Linked DNA regions of Danio rerio: region 1 is linked to region 2. The links are chromatin contacts, called in public Micro-C maps. All regions are on one chromosome and are shown on one strand. The core of a region is the stretch at or near the end of the contact, and the rest is flanking DNA. Distances in the headings are between cores, read along the strand shown.

Region 1 (5,452 bases), core at 115-2,614, 470 kb before region 2:
TGTCAATACTCGTGTTTTTCACCAACTCCTGAATGCAATTCATTTGCCATTTCTATCCAGAAGGGGGCAGCAAACATTATGAAATCCACAGTTTCTTCATAATTTATCACGAACCCCACAACATGCGTATGCAAAGCGTTGTGGGTGTCTCCAAAAAGCCAGACAGCATATTAATTAATTAATATATAGCAGTCTTACATCTGCTGGAAAAACACAAGTTGCTTTTGTATCTCGTACTTACACGGGGAGTCAGAATAAGGCTCCGAGAAATTACATATAGAGTATCATATCATGTATATAATTTATACTCGTACGATGTAAAGCAGGGGTTCTCAAACTCGGTCCTGGAGGTCCGGTGTCCTGCAGAACACACCTGCTTGGATGTTTTTAGAAAGCCTATACGAGCTTGATTAGCTAGCCCAGGTGTGTCTGATTGGGGTTGGAGCAAAAATCTGCAGGACATCGGACCTCAAGGACTAAGATTGAAAACCCCTGATATACTTATATCTATATCTATCTATCTATATATATATATATATATATATATATATATATATATATATATATATATATATATATATATATATATATATATATATATATATATATATATATATATATATATATATATATATATATATATATGTTGTATGTGTGTGGAAATATACATTCTACAAATATAAATAATTTTAATGAAGAATTGATAGATAAAAATATATAACAAATTAATAAGAAAATAATAATAATATATACATACAAAATAATATACATCATTTTATTTACATTATTTATATTTTTAATTACATCCAAATAATATATGTATATACTCACAATAAATCTGTGATTATTTAGATGATATTTTATATTATTGTTCATATGTATATGGTACATAGATAACAAAAATACAAAGAGACAGTGCTCAGCATAATTGTGTAGACCCCATTTTGAAAATGAATATTTTTATCCAATGTATGTTGCTGCATTTAAACAAAACAGATTTATTAAACAGATATATTGATTAAAATAACATTTAGTCACCAAACATATAGAAATTGAAAGATAATAGAACAAAATTAAATTACAACTATTTATTTATTTTTTCTTATTTATTTGTTGATTTTTCCTCTTTTAAAAATTTGTATTTAAATTTGTAAGATAAGCTCCAGATTTGGCTCCAGTACTGATTAATCTAATGTATATGCACATATATAATATTGTACAGCTTCCTATTAAAATATGAATTTAAAAGATAGAAAGTTTCACATCAAAGTGGGCGGTCCCATACATCGAGTTTCATGACGTAATTTCCGCTCGCTCAAGTCATTTGCGCTCGTCTCGAGCTTTTGTTCATCTGTTTCCAACCGCACGCCGGAGAACAGGAGCCATTGCGTCTCACCACCGCGCACTGTTCAGCAGCATACACTCACCCGTTCCGACATCCAAGCAGGACGTGGATACTGAAGTAGTTTCACTCTTGGACTTTCGGTGTTTAAATCTTCAGCAACTTACAAACTCAACATGGAAAGCGAGAACAAATACCTCCCGCAGCTGCTGGCGGAGCGCGACAGCCTGGACCCGTCCTTCACACACGCCATGAAACTTATATCAGCAGGTAAAGCCGTTGTTTTGTGGAAACGCAGGAGCGGAATGTGAACGTATAACCCACTAACTTTTATGGACGAAGAAAAATCGCAGTTTTGTTTGGAGGGAAGTGAATGGAATCGACTGTAGTCGTTGACGGGACGACCGTTACAAAAGTCTCGTAACAGCGAGCGAGGGGGGTGGTGTGTTTAGCTGGAACCAGGCACGTGCTGCTGTAGCCATTTTCGGTGTGTTGTTAACGCTTTCACGGAGGGTGAAATGTGGGGGTTTTGTATCATTATCCAGTGTGCATGTTCTGAACCCGTGGTGGTGTATAGATTTACCCTCATCACCCCCCGGGCAGCGGTCCCATTTCCGCTCCAGTGATGTGTGATCTGCGTACTGGATGAGCTTTAACCGAAAGCGAACTTTTAAAGTCAAATATCATATTTTGTACACATTTACGGAACCAATTTGTTGTGCGCATCCGTAAATTTGATTCAATTTTAGTTGCAAAAATTGCAGATAAAACATTTTTAAATGAATCATATCAGGATTTCGTTGTTGGTTGTTTGTAACAAGCGCTTTGTGTTCAATAGGTCAACGTGGCGTTCCTTAGTACGCGTCAAGTCCCAGCCTCCATGCGCTGTATTATCGTGTTTGTCTAGACGGAAAGATCTGGAAAGCTTTAGATGAAATCGTCCAAGCCTGAGCGTATGAAATTGAAGACGGGTGAAAGTCTTAACTTTGAGATTTGTCGTAGTAATAAAAACCATGTTCAGGACCATATGTGCCTGCAGTGTGGGAAGTGTTGCATCTGGATTTTTGGTGTAGGAAATGTCTTTTCCTGGCCTCGTTTCACCACATGTCTTATATCAGCCTAGTGGGAGTTTAGCAGTATCTCGTGGTTATTATCAGTTCCATAAGTTACATTTTGAAAAGGCTTGTAGCTGGTCGGTGTTCAGCAGTAAAAGCCCTTTAGTGAAGCTGAGCCAGCTGATTGATGGCGTTTCCTTCCAATGTCTTTGAAGCAAGCACTTTCCTTTACAGGCTGAAGCAAACACTTAAATCTCAGTACATTTGCTATTGAAATGACCTAGAGTTTTGTTTAAGACCCGCGGGTATCTGCTGTGAGGTTATATCAATGAAATATAACTAAAGTTGTGATGCTACTAACTGTTTGTCTATTGAGTGTGATGCTTTTATTAGTGTTTTCAACTTAAAAGGAGGAAGACTAGCCTTTTAAACTGCTTTCTGACCTTCTGTTGAATTATAAATGCGATTCTTTTTGTAAACAGAGCATGTTAACTTGTAAACATAAATTTGCACCAACTCTTGCTTTACATGTTGGCATTGAAGTAATGCATTTTAATGTTCAAATCTGATGCATAATGCTTGTTTTCCCTTTTAGAAATTGAAAAGATTGAGAAGGGGGACACTGAGAAAGATACAGAAAGCTACCTGGACCTCTTTACTATGAAAAACATCAAACTGAAGGAAAGGATTCTCATACCAGTCAAACAGTACCCTAAGGTGAGTGTCAAACGTTTACTTTGACCTCTATATTTTCTTGAATTCTTATGTGCTGCTTCAGAATTTTTGTAACGAAGGAAAGTGCTACACCTAATTGCAAGCAGAGGTCATATGAGGATTCTTGGGAGATATTCAAATAATTTTGTAAGACCGTGTCATACAGTAGATCTTATTTCAGATCACGCATAATTTCATTCTTTAATAGTGAAAATAACTATTTGAGCTAATCAATCTGTTTTCTAATCATGAATTAAGCAACTATATTATTCTCAACTTTTTTATTCTCAATCTGTGAAAGACTTTAAGTCTGTCACAAGGAGTCTTAAGATATTTCCTAAGTGCATGTTTATTTGTGCGTCCCTTGATGGCTTGTCAGCCAGAGGCGATCAGTCAATTCGATTGAGTTCTCTGCTGTTTTACACAGCATGACAGTGTTCTTCTTTGACCTTGTGTGTTTATTTGTTAAGTTTGCCTGCCAGTTTAAGACTAGTTAGAATTAGTTTTTCTCCTCCTAATTCCAGATTCAGTGCGTTCTTTATGCAGATTCCAGATTAATATGTAATTTTTACTTTAGATTATGCTGCATCCAATCAAAAAGTCTTATTTAAAAATGTCTATTTAATTCTTTTGTGTGGACTTAATATTTGAGACAGCAAATTTTGGTAGATCACTACTTTTTTAGGACCTCTGTCAGCTGCAAATATTCATTAGCTGACCCTTAGGATATTACTGTTGTAGCTATGAATTTAAATGTTGAACCTTTTTTTTTTTTTCTCCTGAGTGTGACTTTTCTCCCTTTTTTGTTGTGTTCTCTCAGACCGCCTAATGTTACCCTTCACTTTGGTGTTGAGGGGAGCACGACTCAGGCCTTTGATCTGTTTGCATTCCATTTAATCTTGTCCTGTTCAGGGAGATCAAAACTATTGAGCTCTCAGTCCTTGAAAACAAGTTCAGTCAGGTTAAGTGAAGCACTGTAGGCTTCTTCAAACACTGTGGGTTTAATATTTAATTTCCCATTGCTTTGTGCAGTTTAACTTTGTTGGGAAGATCCTTGGACCGCAGGGGAACACCATCAAGAGACTGCAGGAGGAGACGGGCGCTAAGATCTCCGTGCTGGGAAAAGGATCCATGAGGGACAAGAATAAGGTAAAGTGCTATTGAGGTTATCTTTAAAAGTATGCAAGAACTGCAATATTTCCCGGGGCACCTAAAATTTGCTTTTGAATTTCTAAGATTGCTTTAAACTTGAAATAAAGGATGGTTTTTGGATATTTAATGTCGGTTCTTGTTTTCTTACTCTGTACGAATGAAGGTTAAATAACTATGGGTAAATTGGATTTGCTGAACTTTTTATTTCTGTGTTTTCAGGAGGAAGAGTTGAGGAAAAATGGAGAACCAAAGTATGCACACTTGTCTATGGAGCTTCATGTGTTTATTGAGGTGTTTGCTCCTGTTCCTGATGCATACATGCGCATGGCTCATGCCATGGAGGAGATCAAAAAGTTTTTGTTTCCTGTAAGTACTCTGAAATCGGCTTTGAGTCTAAATGCTGCAGTCCAGAGATCAAATTTTGCTGGGAAATGCTAATGTTGTGTTTTGTCTAAGCGATCTGTTTTTAGTACAGTGATTTATGAATTCCAAATGACCCATTGTTTAAGTATAAACCGCCTGCATTGCTGAACTGTAACTTGCTTTGACTGGTGGCGGATTAATATTTAATCTGATTAATGGGTTGTTTTTGAGTTCACTTCTCTAGCTTAGAGTAACAGACACTCCGTGATTTCCGTGTTTCTTGAGACATGTTAATAAGCTGTGTGCCTTTCTCACAGGACATGATGGATGACATTTGCCAGGAGCAGTTCATGGAGATGAAGTTTCTGAATGGCGGTCAGGAACACGGAGGTAGAGGCCGAGGAGGACCACCCATCAGAGGCCGTGGAGGTCTTCCTCCTCCTGGAGCACCCAGGTAACCCATACACCTATGTAAAATGCATTGCGACTGTTCTAGTTTGAGCTGCTTTAAAAATTTAGAGGAGTAGAGGAATAATAATCTTCATCCCTGCAGGGGTCGTGGTATGCCCCCACGTGGAGGTGGCCGTGGCGGACCCCCTCGTGGTGGAGCTGCAAGGGGAGCTCCTGCAGGCAGAGGTGGACCATCAGCCCAGCTGCCCAGAGGAGCTGCTTCAAACCGTGCCCGTCCACCTGCCCCTGGCGCTCCGCGGATGCCTCCACCCCCTCAGACCCAAGAGTCCTATGATGAATATGTACGTGTTTTATTTAAATAACTATCCTCTGAATTTGCTTTGAAGATATTAGCCCCTTTCACACTGCAATCAAG
Region 2 (5,244 bases), core at 27-2,526:
AATATTATCAATAATTCTGACTTCATATATATACATATACAGTTATTAGCCCGACTTTGATTTTTTTTTCCTTTTTTAAAATATTTCCCAAATCTGTAGAAAGTTTTATTTGATTTATTTTGACTAGAATAAAATCAGTTTTTAATTTTTTAAAAGCCGTTTTAAAGTAAAAATTATCAGCCCCTTTAAGCTATAATTTTTTTCCGATAGTCTACAGAACAAACCGTCATTATACAATAACTTGCCTAATTACCCTAACCTTCCTAGTTAACCTAAATAACCTAGTTAAGCCTTTAAATGTCACTTTAAGCCGTAAAGAAGTGTCTTAAAAAATATCTATTCAAATATTATTTACTGTCATCATGGGAAAGATAAAATAAACCAGTTATTAGAAATGAGTTATTAAAACTATTGTTTAGAAATGTGTTGACAAAAACACATTTTTTTCTCCGTTAAACAAAAATTGGGGAAAAAATAAACAAGGGGGCTAATTAGTCAGGCCTGCGGTACAGGTGAATTGGGTAGGCTAAATTGTCTGTAGTGTATGAGTGTGTGTGTGAATGTGTGTGTGAATGTTTCCCAGAGATGGGTTGCAGCTGGAAGGGCATCCGCTGCGTAAAAACGTGCTGGATAAGTTGGTGGTTCATTCCGCTGTAGCGACCCCAGATTAATAAAGGGACTAAGCCGACAAGAAAATGAATGAATGAATGTATTTTATTTTTCATGTCTATGAATAATATAAATAATATGTTATTACTATATTTGTTTTTTTAAATAATGTTTTTGTGTTATTTAATATGCACAAAATAATAAAAATGATTTTGACCATATTATTTATTTATTTATATATTCATTTATATTGTAAGTTAGTTAACTATTTAGATAGATAGTCCTATTTTTATATTTTGAGCTGACAAGCTGATTTACACTTAGTAAGCCTATTATGCCTATTAACAGTATATCTTAATAAAGAGTATATTATCCAAATTTCCTCAATATTATAATAATTATTTGTGTTATGATTATTCTTATTAATATAATTAATAGTGGCAGTATTTTTATTATTGTTTATTATTATTATTATTATTATTATCATCATTATTTTTGTTATTATTATCATTGTTATTATAATTATGATCATCATTAATATTATTATTATTTTCTCTTTTTTTTTACATAGTGATGACGAGACCCCCTCATTTTGTTCGTTTGCTCAGCCTTTCGTAAGACACAAATTGGAAACGCTGTCATTAAGTTTGTCTCCTTCTACTCTCCGTAGATCACCGACATATTGTTTGTGAGGAGCAAAATCGAGTGTTAAGATTACAGCGTTGATAAAACCAGTCATCAAAGCGTATATAACTCAAGAAAGAACCATGGGTGAGTATCTCGTCAATACTGTCTTTTGACGTGTTCGTACTGTTACTCGCGGTGTTTTGGGATCAGATTTGTAGCCGAGAACCCAAGACAAGCTACATCATGTCATTTACAGCATGAGTGTAAAGGGCCAGTTAGCCTAGCACATTGCTGTACACGACCTGTATGTTTACCAGCGATTCCAAGAGCAAATGTTTTAAGTCATAACGCTTTTCGGACATGCTTTAGTGAGGTTTGGTTGAATTTGATTGACGTGGTTGTCAATTTTGAGTCTTTGCCAGTGGAAACGCTTGGTCATGTTAGACATGTTCTGTTCGAGGTTGTGAAATCGTTCGGGTTTTAGGTGGCAGCTAAAGAGGAAATGCTCAAACATTAAACATAGTGCTCTGTCATGGGTTATATAAATCTATTCTCGTTAATGTTGTCTATGTAGACAGCTGTCTGGGTTTAGACAGACTAAACAACATGTCCCTGGTGTCAGTGAGTGCACTAGTCAACTACACGTGATCAGCCACGATAGCTGATGGTTTCTGTTTCAAAACTACTCATGGGAGACTTTTATTGTATATTCACGATTATTAAAATGGCAGTTTCTTGTAGTAACAAATCGGCTAGGTTGTCAGCTGCATTAAACCATCAGTCTTTTCTGTTAAATATAACTTGGGATCTCCTCATTTTTACATTGGGTGTGTAGGGAGGAAGGTGATGACATGGTACAGGCTGGCTAATTTAGTTTTTATATTTAGTGAATGATTATTAATTATGTCAGAACCCCATAGCTAGGTGTTTTGAGCATTATACATATGTGTGATGCCTGTCTGTTTATTACTTGGATCTTTAGAATAGGTTGTGATGGAAAAAGGTTGGAACAGGAATGATACAAACTGGAAGGTCAGATTAGGTATCGGAAACTGACTGTCTGCTGACTTGGTTTTTCCTGTCTTATATTTAATAGAATCATCACAGTTTATATTAATGTGATATCTGGCAGGTTTTCACAAATTGTGCCATTTTAGTTTGCAGTTTGAGTAAGCTGAAATCAGCAGTTCAGTTCAGGGTATTTGGATGGGATTTTTTATCACATTGTATGGTGCAAATTGGAATACTAACAGAAATGAGTCTTTCAAAGCAAAAAGTAAGCCAAATTAAGTACAATTTTCACTGTCACTGCTACAGATGAAAATATAAAACTGTTATGAAATTAGGCATGGTCTGGTATAAGATTCTGACAGTATAATAACCTTGGATTAAAAATACGGTTTCACAGTATTGTGATTACTGCTCTGAAATATGCTCTATTTAAATGTCTGAGTAAAAACAAAAACTTTTTTTCACTTTGAACACATATTTTATTTTGAGAAACATTCAAAATATTTCGAAGCAGTAAAGATGTCAGGCTAAATCATTCAAATGACTCATTGACTTCTGCTGTCTTCATTTGTTTTAAAAACACATTTTTTTTTTTACAATTTAAGCAGCATTTTTATATATCTTTTCTGCTGTTCTAGGTACCGTTGTCCCAAAAAATTTGTAAAAATCTTTCATGGATCAGAAGAACTGTATTACAGTAAATTTTGACGGTTTTAAAACTTTGACTTTTCCAAATCTTTATATAATTTATGCAAATTTAAAATTCAAACATCACATCATCAGTATTAATAATAAATGCAGCACAGATACTTAAATGAACAGTGTTTTTCAAATGTTCAAGTAGGTCTAACAGTAGTATTTAGATTAATCTATTAAGATTTAAAATAACACTGCATTGTAATATACATACATATATATATATATATATATATATATATATATATATATATATATATATATATATATATATATATATAAAATAACCATACAAATTGTTCAGTCAAGAGCCAGCTAGGGATTTTTCCGTTTTATTACATAATTAACTATAATGACAAATGAACAGCGGAAGGTGTAATAGTCTACTGTATCCAGTGCAAAGCTTGGATCCAACATAATGATGCACATCCAATCTTTGTTTGCCAAGATAGGCAGTTTGAAACTAAATGTGTGTATTTGTTCTTTTATGTATGATACAAATTCAGCACTTGCAGGTACTTGCAAATTGGACTGATTCTAGTTGCGAATATCAAATTTCAGGGTGTCCGTTGAGTCTTAAAAAGTATTAAAAGTTAATAAATCAATTATGGGAAAATCAAGGCCCTTAAAAGGTATCAAAAAGTTTCAATCGCATTTTTGTGAGGCCTTAAATTTTGTACAAGCGTTGTCCAAAGTGTGCGACTCTAAAAAAGCAGAAATCTTTTTATTTTTCTCAATCCACGCGATTGTTTGCTTGGCATGTCTGGCCAAAGGTTAAAGGTTTGATACTAATTAGATCTTTAAGTGGTGATGAGGTCTTAAAATATTCTGAGATGGTCTTTAAAAAAATCTTTAAAAAGTATTGAAATTACCTTTAGGATTTCTGCAAATACCCTGAATTTCACATATTTCTCTATTTTTAAACTAATTCAATGTATTAAATTGACAAAATTGGATTTGTGTTATTTGCTGAATGGACTACTGGCAGTTCTGTAAAATTTCATGAAGACCTGTTCATCATGTATTTTTTTTTTTTTGTCAAGCCCCAACATTTTGTGCAGGGTTGGCACTATTTTAGAGTACTGTTTGCTGATGCAGATTGTTCTTTGGGGAGTCTTTGCTCTAAACCCATCTGCTTTCTGTCCCTAGACCTTGGACTTTAAGCCATAGCAAACATACCCTTTTAAAATAGACCATTGACAGTGGCCAGGCCCACACTGCTATTTGTAAGGCCCATGTGATGGGCTCTATGTCATGGAAGGCTTGAGTCGGGTTGAGACACAGCCTGCTTGTCATCTAATCTAAATTTGTAAGACAGAGTCATTGTGGTGTTCTGTCCGGTCTTAAAGGAATAGTTCTTTCAACAATTAAAATCCTGCACATTTTTTATTCAATGTTATGAAAGAGGCCCTGAAAAGAAGTTGAAAAAAATGGTAAAAGTGGTCCATATGTCTTGTCCATATTTCATTTACACAAAATTGTGAGTAATGGGTTATTTAATCAGTTATTTACTAACATTTTTTTTATTGCTCTCGTTAGCTTGTATATCCTCAGAAGTAAGTTGTGTCTGGTTTATGAATGACTCATTCTGTTGTTCTTTTCAGTCTTTGGTTTGAATGACCCATTTATAAGTTGCTGATCTAATCTTATTTTTGAGACATCTTGAAAACTTTTCATTAATTTTAACTACACTACATTATGTTAGAGATGTGAAAAGATTAAATATATTTGAACAAAATTCTAATATAAGATTATTGCTTATATTCAGCAAGAATGCATCAAACTACAATTAGCCATAAAGACTTTTATAAAGTTGCCAAGTTTCTCTTTCTGAGAAATATTTGTAGTCTCTATTCTTAATGGGTATGTGTGCACACAGACTTTTAATTTTAGTCAGTTTGCCACAGGGCTTCCAGGTAATTGTCATCCCATACAAAATCGCCATATTCAATATATAAAAAAAAAAAACAGCAATACCCACTTCCTGGCTGAGATACAATAAAAAGTGGATATCAGACCAAACAAGAAGCACTGCAATAAATTAATAAATTATATTTTTTTGTGCGAATTCTATACCCCAGTCTTTTCAATGGAATTTCTGCGCTAGCCTGCTGCTAATTATAGTGTCTGCGTTTAAACATTCTTTCATGTTTTTTTACGGTTCAGCAATCAAATAGATGCTTAAGTCTATTTAACTGAATGTGTTGTAATTACAACATCGATGCTGTAAAAGGAACCATATGAAATTGAAAATAGTCACATAAAGCTTTCACCTGAAGTTCATCATTGGCTGAAAAGCAC

What was found. Hi-C and Micro-C count contacts between places; a contact is called where the count stands out from the background.
Region 1: a contact with region 2 is called in a Micro-C map of caudal fin, with 2.6 times the contacts expected there. The contact joins the promoter of khdrbs1b here to the promoter of kpna6 in region 2. A contact is called at or near these places in 3 of 18 Hi-C or Micro-C datasets (caudal fin, embryo and an unstated tissue) and 2 of 4 datasets of contacts at active chromatin or transcription factors (caudal fin and embryo).

The regions. Positions count from the first base shown.
Region 1 is chr19:32,826,215-32,831,666 of GRCz12tu, reverse strand. It overlaps khdrbs1b (KH domain containing, RNA binding, signal transduction associated 1b), which reads left to right and starts at 1,364. Exons shown (of 9, transcript NM_213235.1): 1 at 1,364-1,612; 2 at 2,993-3,114; 3 at 4,144-4,260; 4 at 4,483-4,629; 5 at 4,944-5,080; 6 at 5,180-5,378. The coding sequence starts at 1,519.
Region 2 is chr19:32,353,691-32,358,934 of GRCz12tu, reverse strand. kpna6 (karyopherin alpha 6 (importin alpha 7)) reads left to right here and starts at 1,276. Exons shown (of 14, transcript XM_001923886.8): 1 at 1,276-1,380. The coding sequence starts at 1,377.